Linked DNA regions of Sus scrofa: region 2 is linked to region 1. The links are chromatin contacts, called in public Hi-C maps. All regions are on one chromosome and are shown on one strand. Each heading gives the region's core, a stretch centred on a gene start, on an enhancer-like site or on the middle of the called end of the contact. The rest is flanking DNA. Distances are from core to core; before and after follow the strand shown. Region 1 holds the start of LOC110261664 (histone H3.1). Region 2 holds the start of BRD2 (bromodomain containing 2).

Region 1 (6,252 bases), core at 494-2,993:
TGATTAAAACATGAATGGTGCCTATTTTTCCATGTGCTGGAAGATACATTGGAGAACAAAAGTGAACAAGAACTCAGCTCCCTGACTTTCTACATCCTAAATAGGGGAGAGACTTAATAATCTATGCTCTGAATCCCAGTTTACCTAGTTGGCCTAGTTCCTTTTCTGTTGACTGATTCCTTTTGTAATGGAGCGCTTTGGGGCTCCTGGGCACAAAAGCTTTTCCATGTCCCCCATTTCTTGTTTTTAGGAAATGGGCCTCATTCAGCCTCCCTGGCCTTCCTTTAATTCCAAGGGGGCAGGTTCAGACCATTGCTGATCAGGGAAGAAACGGGATGCAAAGACAAGGGAGCCAGTCAAGCAACAACAGCACAGCCTTGGTGGAGTCCTGGTTCCCTCTCAAGGGATACACATAACGCTGGAGGCATCTTATACACCTAAGAGAAAATTATATTCCTTATACTTCTTTTAGAAATGAAGACTTTAAAACTGAACAGCTTGGAGCCCTTCCTTGTGCTTCTCCCTCATTGTATTGCACCCTAAATACAATCACCTGTAAGCAAAGATTAGGTACCCTGAGCACAATTGCCTGTGGCTGAAGATTATTAGCACGTGATGTATTTCAGGAACTTTCCTAATTTGCTTTAATCCCTGATTAATATATGCCCTTTTTGCAAGTATTGCACCAGGATCTTGTCAAGATCTCCTGATGCCAGGTTCTGTTATGGTCACAAAGATTCCCCCAAAGAAAGTACACCTGTTTGCCCCAATCCTGATTCCTTTCTGAAACCCTGTTTTTCTCCTTAGAGTCTATAAAACCCTCAGCAATTCTTCCCCAAGGGAGGGCAGTCTTTAGGGCAATAGCTTGCTGTGGCCTTCTTTGCCTGGTAAAATCTTAAAAGCTATTTCTTCTTCACCCAAAACTTTCTCCGCCTTTCTACTTGGCACCGGTGAAGAGAGGCCAAACTTAGCAACACTTTGTGAAATCCTTAGCTCGATTTTTCAGGGTACAAGCAAACACTGTTGCCTTTAAATTTTCAAGACTTTTAAATTTTATCTTTGAATAGTAAAGGAATCATGGTATTATATTGCCTTGGCAAATACTTAGCCTAGTTTGAGTGACAAAAAACGGCGAATCTCGCGTTAGAAACCTTTCCTCACCCCATCCCCCATTTACTAAAGACCGAAGCAAGCGTAACAGCCACTCTCAGTGAGAACAGAAAGTGGCTCTTAAAAGAGCCTTTTGGGAGGGAGAAAGCGAATACGTCCAAGGCAAATTAGGAAGGACAACTTTACGCCCTCTCCCCGCGGATGCGGCGAGCCAGCTGGATGTCCTTGGGCATGATGGTGACGCGCTTGGCGTGGATGGCGCACAGGTTGGTGTCCTCGAAGAGCCCCACCAGGTAGGCCTCGCACGCCTCCTGCAGCGCCATCACGGCCGAGCTCTGGAAGCGCAGGTCCGTCTTGAAGTCCTGCGCGATCTCGCGCACCAGCCGCTGGAACGGCAGCTTGCGGATCAGCAGCTCCGTGGACTTCTGGTAGCGCCGGATCTCGCGCAGGGCCACCGTGCCGGGCCGGTAGCGGTGCGGCTTCTTCACGCCGCCGGTGGCGGGCGCGCTCTTGCGGGCCGCCTTGGTGGCCAGCTGCTTGCGCGGCGCCTTGCCGCCGGTGGACTTGCGAGCGGTCTGCTTGGTACGAGCCATAGAGAGAGATCTGACGCCGCGAAAGAAGCAATGGAGAACTGATGCCAGGACCAGACTTTATAGTCATGATCCAATCCTGATTGGTCAGAACTGTTGCAGGAGTAACCTGATTGGTTTTTGGTCCAATCTTCGTTTGGTTCTTACTGCCTCTAAAAAGGTTTTACTTTCCGTAATGTTTTTAACTTTCTATTTTTACAGTAAGGAATTATAGCTGTACTCTCCTGTCTGAGTTTACGGTTTTCGACCCAAACGTTAAGATTTCACCAGAGGAGAAAGGGAATTTGATCCACAATTTGTGGCGGTCAGCGCCTAAATTTTTATAAAAGAAATGCATTTTCAGTGGAGACCCCCCCCTTACAGATTGATATGGGAGAAAATTAGAGCAGAATAATGTATTCATCATTTTCTCTAAAAAGTAGTTCCATTTCACTACATCAAAATCTGTTTTTAATGAATGTACCAAATAATTCAAAGTAAAGTCAATATACACTCTCGCACCTGAACACAGAACTGGGCTACAGCGTTGTGTAGGGAAGGGAGGATACTTGATGTGGGCTTGACTAAATACTAGTGATTATCTCAACTCATTAATGGGTTGTGATGCAATTAAACGGCTGATTGGACTTTAACATGTAAATTGTGTACTTATCAGCAGGCCTGAGGGAAGAGAGGTTTACACTGACTAGTGATTAGGTGTTTTCCTATAAATGCTCTTTCGAAAAGAGCTTTTGAGTGTGGAGTTTTAGTTGGCCAATGGACCACTGGGTTCCAGTGAGACAAATTTTAAAAATGGTTTAGTACATTTGCTGGAGCAAGTAATCACCCCAAATGCGTCCCGGGGAGACAATAAAGGCGGGTGAGTTCATGGGTTTGCAATTGAGTAAACTTCAAACAGGCCTCTACCTTAAAAGTCAACACGTGCCTGGTCAGTTCCAAAGGAAAACTACGTTTTTTACATATTGTAAACTTAACCAGGTATTCGTGGCAGGTTTTACAAAAGTGCTCAGTTCTTCCACAGAAATGGTGGGCGGCTCTGAAAAGAGCCTTTGTTCTTTGAGGTTGAAGTATGAATTAAGGCCTTATTTGCCCTTGGCCTTGTGGTGGCTCTCGGTCTTCTTGGGCAGCAGCACCGCCTGGATGTTGGGCAGGACGCCGCCCTGAGCGATGGTGACTTTGCCCAGCAGCTTGTTGAGCTCCTCGTCGTTGCGGATGGCCAGCTGCAAGTGGCGCGGGATGATGCGCGTCTTCTTGTTATCGCGAGCCGCGTTGCCCGCCAGCTCCAGGATCTCGGCCGTCAGGTACTCCAGCACCGCCGCCAAGTACACCGGCGCCCCAGCTCCAACCCGCTCGGCATAGTTGCCCTTGCGGAGCAGGCGGTGCACTCGGCCCACCGGGAACTGGAGCCCGGCTCGCGAGGAGCGGGTCTTGGCCTTGGCGCGAGCTTTACCTCCTTGTTTCCCACGTCCGGACATGATGTAGCAACCAGAATCTACACCAGTAGTAACTAAGGAGCAAGAAGAGAAACTCACAATTTATAGCTGCAACTGGGAGCGAAAAATCCGCATTTCCATTGGCTAAGATTGCAATCCCATTTTTAAACAAGAAAAAAAAAAGCGCTTCCTAATAATGAGTGTTCTTATTGGACAATATTCACATAACGTCATCACTAGTTTTGGCCAATCAGACCTAGAACTTTACTGCATCGCGTTTGCCTGCGGATTTGTAGGTAAAAAGGATTCGACCGTCCTTGTCCTCATTTATTGTTTCTCAAGGGTTTTTTCTTTACCATGCCTGAGCCAGCTAAATCTGCCCCAGCTCCAAGAAGGGCTCCAAGAAGGCGGTGACCAGGCGCAGAAGAAGGACGGCAAGAAGCGCAGGCGCAGCCGCAAGGAGAGCTACTCAGTGTACGTGTACAAGGTGCTGAAGCAGGTCTACCCGGACACAGGCCGTGGGCATCATGAACTCTTTCGTTAACGACATCGTCGAGCGCATCACGGGCGAGGCATCGCGCCTGGCGCATTACAAAAATCGCTCGACCATTACGTTCTCGGGCATCTAGATGGACGTGCGCCAGCTGCTTCCCGGGGAGATGGCCAAACATGCTGTGTCTGAGGGCGCCAAGCCTGTCAGCAAGTACACCAGTGCCAAGTGAGCCACCCATGGCCGACCCAAAGGCTCTTTTCAGAGCCACCTACCCTTTCAGAGAAACAGGTGGTGCTGGTGCATTTGCCTATAGTTTCTCTTGCAAGAGTAAGGGGCCGGTTTGGGAGCGGAAAACTGGGTAAAAATTTAAAGGGCCCTCCTCTGAAGCTGTCTTGGCTAAGCATTTGGGCTCAGTGTCATGCAAATTTGGAATGGGTTCTTCGACGCCCTTTGAAAAAGATATTCTGTTTTGTCCTCTTACAAAAGCCAAAATTTCGCGTTTGTTTACACTTTTCAAGGAAAGTAACGTCCCCCCGTCTCTGATTGGGCAGCAGCACTGTTTGAAAAGCCCGCCATGGGCTGTGATTGGCTAGATTGTCTACTATCGGGGTTGTGAGTTTTGAAGAGATTCTTTAGAAAGTAAAATCTTACCTTGCTTCTACTGAGGGAATGGAATGCACCAGGCTCTGGAGCCAAGAGTCATAAGGGTGAAAATGAACGGTTCCGTGTTCTGTGTCTGGTTCCCATCCACTACCGAATTGGTACTGTGACATTAGCCCTGTCTATGGAGATTCTAGGTGAATTGAAACGATATAATGCAAAGTGCAACGGGAACAAAGATCAGGGAAGTAAGTTCCTTAAGGGTAAAATGTTGAACAAGGAACTCGGCAACTTGGGAAAGCGCGTTCTTCCAGTGTTTCATCAGGAGACGCTGGAAGGGAGGTAGGCCAGGACTCGCTAGGCTGGGAGAACAATTTTCTAACGGTGCTTTGAGTCAACGATTAAAAATCCTGCCATAGAAGGCGGAGAACTCAGTATTTAAGAGAAGATTGTATACTAGCATGGGCTAGCTAGGAATATTAGGAAATGGAATCTTTCAAGGCATGATCAAAAGTCCTTCACTTCCCCACTTCCCTGAATCTTTCAATAGTGCCTAAATTCTTTTTTGCAGTTCAAAGCATTAACATTCTCTGCTGCCCTGTCATCCCCTCTCACCAGAAAATGATTGCTATTGTAAATATATATATATATATTTTCCCCACTAACAGCAAGTAACAAGCTCCTACATTCACACCCTACTCCAGGCTGCAACATTTCCTGTCTTTCCCTATTGTCACTTCCCTTAAAGTTGTGGGTTTAGACTCTATCTCAGAGGAACAGTTTATCCCTGTCCCAGGTAACAAGCCTCCCGGAAGTCATGCCAACAGGTTAATGGATTGTGAAAAATATATGCGTTGTTACTCACTCCGCTAAAATGAGACTCTGTTCCCAGTTTCTGCACCTCTGACATTAGGCCTTGGGTGCCGGCAAAAGAACCCACTGACAAGATACCCTACTTGGTGGAAAGCAATCCCCTAATTTCATGCTGAACTCATTGGCATCATATTCATCCCCTCTTTTTATTATTTAGTCTCTTTCCGAGATAGGTGTTTTGTTTTGTTTTTGTTTGTATGTTTGTTTGTTTTATGTTTTTTAACTGTTAAGAGATCTGAGGAAGAATTAACTTGGGTGGGTGAAATAAGAAGCATTGCCCTCTTCTGCCATCTTGTGGCAAGAATACAGAAGGACCGCACCAAGGCGTTATGTTTTCCAGATCCAACTGAAATGCATTCTAACTTCAAGTTTTTAGTGACCCTGAGTTGGGATAAGCAGAGTAATCATTTCTGTCTCCCTTTAACCACTGGATTTAAGTTAGTTTCTTCAAGAGTTACTTGTGTGTATGTGAGAGATGGAGAGAGGTATTGTTTTGTGGTCTGGTCAGAGCTGTCCAAATAAAAAGGAGTCAAAAATCAAAATGCTCTATACCTTAAAATAAATAAAAAAAATAGGGTTATGCTCACACTAGTTCTGGTCCTCGAAGTAATAAAAACTTGAATGTTTTATGTAAACCTAAATGCCTAATGAAAAAATGACTTTTGCTAGACCATTCTTTGAAGCTGCGTCAGGACTTGAAATTATGATTATCATGTGATTAAGTTACAGTTTTTCCACCATGAACAGGTCAATGTACACCTGCTAACCTCAGCCATTTTGTACCTCCCCCCCCCAACACACACAAACACAACTGCTCTTCACCATTTCAAATAGTTGTGTGTATGTGTGTGTGTTTTCCCCAAAGTCTGACTTTTTTTAAAATTTTTTTTTTACTCAAATGAATTTATCACATCTGTAGTTGTATAATGATCATAACAATCTGATTTCCAAAGTCTGACTCTTGACCTCTTTGCAGGTGGACTTTTTCTTTCCTTTCTAAATGTTTTTGTCTCTTAGTCCTGCCCTGATAGTTTCTATTGCCTAAGTCCAAAAAATAAATCTTATTAAAATGCTTGGGAGTTTCCTAGTGGCTCAGTGGCTAAGGACCTGGCATTGTCACTGCTGTGGCTCTGGTTACTGCTGTGGCTTGGGG
Region 2 (5,699 bases), core at 2,137-4,636, 3.5 Mb after region 1:
ACTCCCATCACATGATATAATTCCAATCAAGCCATTGTTCAAAAACATTCAGTGGCTCCTCTCTAGGTCCAAACTTAACAGCACTGGGAAGCCGTTGTAATACTGCTTCAAATAAACTTACTTTCCCGTCTTCTCTTGCTCTACTTCTTATAGCTTATATGCTACTCGGACCAGACTGGATCGCAATGCTTTCTGTGAAAATAACCTGTGCTGTTCTGATTGTCTTTTCTCACACTACTCCAGTGTCTCAAATATTTATCTGACAGTAATTATTTTGTCTATGATTATTTCCCAAAAACCTTGAATGGCACCCCATAATACATATACATTACAATCTTACCCAAGTCACATGCTTAAACATCAATTTCCTTCAACATTTGTTCACTTTGGGAACACCTCACATTGTCCAGGTACTGAGCCAGGAGCTGGGGATATTTTTTCTTTTTAAGAAAGAATCTAACAGGAGTTCCCATGGTGGTTCAGCAGTAATGAACCCAACTGGTATCCATGAGGACATGAGTTCAATTCCTGGCTTTGCTCAGTGGGTTAAGGATCCGGCGTTGCCATGAGCTGTGGTATAGGTCGCAGATGTAGTTTGGGTCCTATGTTGCTGTAGTTGTGGTGTAGGCTGGTGGCAATTCGACCCCTAGCCTGGGAAATTCCATATACCACAGGTATGACCCTAAAAAGACAAAAATAAATAAATAAAATAAAATACAATAAAGTAAAATAAAGGAAAAAAGACTGTAACAGAGAGTTCTCCTGTGGCTCAGTAGGTTAAGGGTCACGTGTTGTTACTGCAGTGGCTCAGGTTGCTACTGTGGTGTGCATTCAATCCCTGGCCTAGGAACTTCCACATGCTGTGGGCACGGCCAAAAAAAAAAAAAGCTTATGATCAAAGTGCAATCATAAGATAAATGGACACCAAAGAATGAGCAGTCGACTCAATTTGAAAGGCGAGAGTAGGCTTTTCAGATGATGGTATTTGGGCTTAGGTGGACTGGGGAAAAGCCTATTCTGCATAGTGAGCAGAATGTGTAAAAGACAGAGGCGTAAAACAAAATGGTACATCTGGGGAACATTTTAATACAGCTGGAGTACAGGGCTCAAGAGGAAGTGGCTAGACATGAGGCTGGACAGGTAGGCAGACCTTTCTGGCAAGCACAGGAATTTGGACTTGATCACAACAGGCAATGAGGAATTAATACAGCGCTTAAACAGTAGCATATGGCCAGAGTTGTATTTTGGAAAGTTGGTTCCTGGCGGTACTGTTGTGAGGTAGAGAGGAAAATCTACAGCAACACTGTTCAACAGAACTTTCTTCAATGATGGAAATGTTCTATAATTTGTGCTGTCCAGTGTGACAGCCTTGAGCCACAGGCAGCTACTGAGAACTTAAAATGTGGCCAATGCATCCAATGAACTAAATTTAAAGCCATATTTAATGCTAATTTAAACAGCCCCAAGTGGCTAGTGGCTACCATATTGGACAGTGCAACTTTAGAGATAGTGGAATCAGGAAGCTATTGATAGAGCTCTGGTGGTAAGACTAGGACAGAGTGTGAGCCATGGCAATATTACAGGCAAAATGTGAAGTCTAGGGAATGTAAAGTTGTGAGAAAAAGAAATCAGGAATGGCTCCCAGATTCTAGGCTTTATAACTGAATAGCTGTCATCAACTAGGATAATATAGAAGGAACAGGTCTAGAGTGTATACATATTGTATCAATTTTGAACTCCTGAGGGTTATCCAAGCAGTAAAATTTAGTGGTGAGTTCAGCTCTGGAGAGTTGTCTAAAGAAAAAGATTTGAGAAGCTTTGACCCAATGAGTGAGATTATACAGGGAAGATGAAAAGAACTAGAAGTGAGGCAAAATTCTGGCAAACATCCACAGGGGCTAAAGAAGAGTCCACGAAAGAGACCAGAGGAAAAGTTGGACAAGCAAGAAAAGAAATAAGTACAAACTGGTCACAGAAATCAAGCCTGTAGAGAATTTCAGGAAGCATGATCAAATGTCAAATACTTCAGAGAGGTCAAATAAGATGAGAACTGGTGCTTCCTGATTTGCCAATTAGGAGGTCTTTGGTGACCTTTGCTAGGACAGCTTCAGTAGTAGAAGAAACGAGCTGAAGAATGGGGACGAGGTTGAGAGAGGAAAATTAAGACCGTTTCAGGTCTTAACTGTGCAGGAGAGCTGAGAGGTAAAAAAGAGTACAAAGGGGATGGTTTCAGGTCGTGACTGTGCAGGGGAGCTGAGAGGTAAATAAGAGTGTACAAGGGGATGCAATATCGATAAGGTTATTTCCTTTCTTTCCTTGTTTTTAGGCTGGGAAACCCATAAAAGGAAGAAGTTAAAAATGCCAATTGGGAGAAAAATGGAGGATAGCTTCAGACTAATACCTAAATGTGACCAGGTCAAAAAAGAAAAATTTCCTTAAGCTGGAGGGGACTTCTGGTACAATGGTAAAGGAACACAGACATGTCCCAGTCGGAAAGCCAAGAGTTCTGCAAGTTGGCCTTTCTGTAATGTTCCGTTTGTGGAGAGTGGGCGTTATGAATTAAAAGTAAAAAATCTGAACCACATTCTGAGGATCAAGGGAGGGAGTATTGCCTATGAACAATAAAAGATCTGCTTTAGCTGGCAACCATCACTGGATCAGATTTTTATGGGTTTCAAGACCGAGCAAAGGGTAAAGCCTTAGAAAAAGCAGAAGTTTTAAACGGTGGAGGCAAGTCCAGAAAAAAAGTAAAAGTGTTAGGTTTTGCAGAAGGCAGAGGAGTCCAAGCACTGGCAGGTCTCAACGAAGTCTTCGTAGATTCGGGGGAAATGAGAAGTTATAAAGTAGCCTAAGACAAACAGGTCAAACAAAATGCCCACATCAACCTCCCGCGCCTCATCTCCCCGCCGCAGGCATGACGAGGGTGGTGATAAAACTCCGTCTCCCGACGTGGAACCACACTACACCCCATCCTGCAAACCCTTAAAACTCCAGGTCCAGGCCCCATTTTCCTCCACTGACAACAGCTGGGCAGCGCGCGTTTCCGCTGGACTCCGGCCAGGGCGTCCCAAGCTGCACCTTACACCTGTGGAAAAGGAACCAAGTCCAGGAGGCCGCCGGCAGTGGAGGAGGGGCCGCTGAGGCGGGAGGTCCGCGCGCGGTGCCTGCTTCCGCCCCACCCACTGCGCGCGCACTGAGCCCCGCCGCGGGAGCTGCGGCGCCCGCCCTGACGCCTGCGCACTACTGCTCTCCCCCGCTGCCTCGGGCTCTACTTTCCCTTCCCCCCCAAGTCGGTCGCACCCTTGCGCCTGCGCTGTGTGGGTTCCCGGGCTGCGGCAGCCATGCTGAACCCGTACGGAGAGGCGAGTGGGGGGGACAGGGTCGACGACAGCGAGCTAGGAAGCCGGGGATATGGAGAATCGGCGGTATTAGAGTACTCTAGGTCTGTGAGGAAAGGTCTGGGCCTTGAGGCTCCTTTGGCCCCTTGGCGCGACCCTCAGGAACCTTCGGAAAACTGGCCCCCGTGGCGGGGGGAGGGGGGGCGGCTGGCACATGACCTGGGTCAGCCAATCTGGGTGCAGCTGACGTGGCCGCGCGGTCCCGATGCTCTCCCCACCCCCCAGCTCGGTCGGGAAGGGAGGGGCTGGGGGCAACGCCCCCTCCCCCAACACAACCTCGGTTTCCGGGGGGGTGACACCCCGGATTACATCCTCCCCCCGCACCAAGCCGAGGGGAACACTGGAGCCCCCCTGGAAGGTTCCAGGATCGAGGTGAGAAGGGGCCCTTGCGGGGCGGGGATGTTGCCAGTCATTTAAGTGCCTAACCAATGATGGGGAGTCCGGGAGGATGATTTTCTTGGGGTTCAGAGAAGAATCCTAAGGATGGGAAGATTTGTCCTTCAAACAGTTTACAGCCAATGGGAGCATGGAGGGGGGCGAGCAGGAGAGGGCCCTCGTTGGGGGAGGGGAATGGCCAACCTCTGTCTCCATACCAATTGGAGGGCAAAGGGGCGTGGGGGTGGTGTGTTCCCCCTCCCCCCATTCCATTCGTCCCTTGGGGGTGCAGGAGCCTGGAGCCAGGTGAGAAGGGATCCTTTTGGTGGCCGGAGGGAGGGGTGACCTAGTGGGCTGAGGAGTGGGAGTGGTGACTAGCTCCTACCCGTAGATGTAAATACTTAGAGTTGACAACCCAGGTTGTGAACTGAGATTGTTCCCAGGCGCCCACTCCCTTTCTCCCCATAGACTGGAAGGAGCATTTCTGTGCTTCCTTTGTGTCAGCGGTAGGGAGATGGCAGTCATCACATGGCATGGTGGAGGTTACGCTTCGAGTCCTTTATCGAATTTGTGTGCATTCACGTGGACCTGGCCTCCGGAGCCTTCGTTGCCCTGGTGGGGTCTTAGTTGAGCATGGGTCTACCCCAAACTGGGGAGGGCTTGCTGGCTGAAAACTCGGGGGTCCCCTGGGGAGCAGAAACCAGGACCAACGTGGGTCTTGAGAAGGGTTGGAAATCGTGGCTTGGGACAGGAGAGAGCGAGTCTCAGGACCTGGAATGATTTCACAGCTCCAAAGGTTTCGGGTTTCTCCAGGGTGGCGTCTTTTGCCTCTTTCACCCCCTCCCCCATTCCTGAACAGATCTCTCCTTGTGTACTGCGGGGGAGGGAACGGAAAGGAGGGAAGAGTTACTTTTCCAAATTACTGAGTAGCAGTGGCCTCCCCTGTGACTCATGTGGGGGAAGGGAGGATTGGAAGGGAGCGGAGAGCAGTGATTTTCCGGAATGCAGGGAAATAAGCCAGAGTAATGTCTGGCTGCCCTTTCCCTTTCTAAGGCTCCGTATTCTCTCGACCTCCTAAATTTTTCTTCCCTGATCGGTCCCCTGATGGGCCTCAGGGCAGATTTGCAAGGCCCCGGGTGGAGAAAAGCAGATTGAGGAGGCTGGGCCACTAGGGGGAGGGGAATGGGGGAGGGGAGAAGGCCTCTGCAAAGTTGCTGTGTCATTGCTTGCCCTGCTGCAGCCTCCCCGGCGGGCTCGGCTGTGCTTTGGGGGCCGAGGCCTGATCGGAGGTGGGGGCGGGGAGGCAAAGTGAGGAGAGAGTCCGCTTTCCCTGTGCGCTCTTCCCCCCGCAGGGCTTGCCCGACTCGAGTGGTCAAGACGACGGGAGGTTGACGGCCATTTTAAACGCAGTAACCGAGGTTAGGGCTACAGGGGTGGGTGATAAGGTTGGAGTTAAAGGACCTCGGCCCTCACGAAGCTCTAGGGTGAGGGTGGGGCTCTTACATTCATTGACCGATATTAATTTCCTTTCTCAGATGTGCATAGTCTTACTTTCTTGCTTGGTAGCCAGAAAAGGGGACGTGGAGAAGCAGGGAGGCCCCCCCACTGAAGCCCAGGTGGGAGACATTCTTTCGTTCTCCGGCAAGGGGGCGGGGGAGCCCCAGAGGTGGCTTTAGAGATCCTGACCTTGTGCTCTGGCTCTTTATTCATACGTAGTCTGTAACCCCATTCAGATTACCAGATTGTGGGAAAGATTTAGTTGAGTGGGCCGGGGGGAGGGGGCGAAATTGAGCTCCCAAAATGGCTCCTGCCCCTCCTCGGAGGCGGACGGCCCGGGGGGGAGGGGAGGAAGGGAGAGGAGGGGGAGGGCTAGTCTGAGCCGCAGCCGCCGCCTCCTCCGCTCGCCCTCCTCCCTGGCGCTGACCG

What was found. A called contact is a pair of places that touch in the nucleus more often than the background predicts.
Region 2: a contact with region 1 is called in a Hi-C map of embryonic fibroblasts, with 2.9 times the contacts expected there. The contact joins the promoter of BRD2 here to the promoter of LOC110261664 in region 1. A contact is called at or near these places in 1 of 5 promoter capture datasets (fetal liver) and 1 of 47 Hi-C or Micro-C datasets (embryonic fibroblasts).

Annotation. Positions count from the first base shown.
Region 1 is chr7:21,630,724-21,636,975 of Sscrofa11.1, forward strand. LOC110261664 (histone H3.1) reads right to left here and starts at 1,744. Exons shown (of 1, transcript XM_021099837.1): 1 at 1,238-1,744. The coding sequence starts at 1,703. The coding sequence ends at 1,293. LOC100622387 (histone H2A type 1) reads right to left here and starts at 3,216. Exons shown (of 1, transcript XM_003356570.4): 1 at 2,144-3,216. The coding sequence starts at 3,175. The coding sequence ends at 2,783. It also overlaps the pseudogene LOC100513549.
Region 2 is chr7:25,147,272-25,152,970 of Sscrofa11.1, forward strand. It overlaps BRD2 (bromodomain containing 2), which reads left to right and starts at 3,387. Exons shown (of 13, transcript NM_001123085.1): 1 at 3,387-3,770.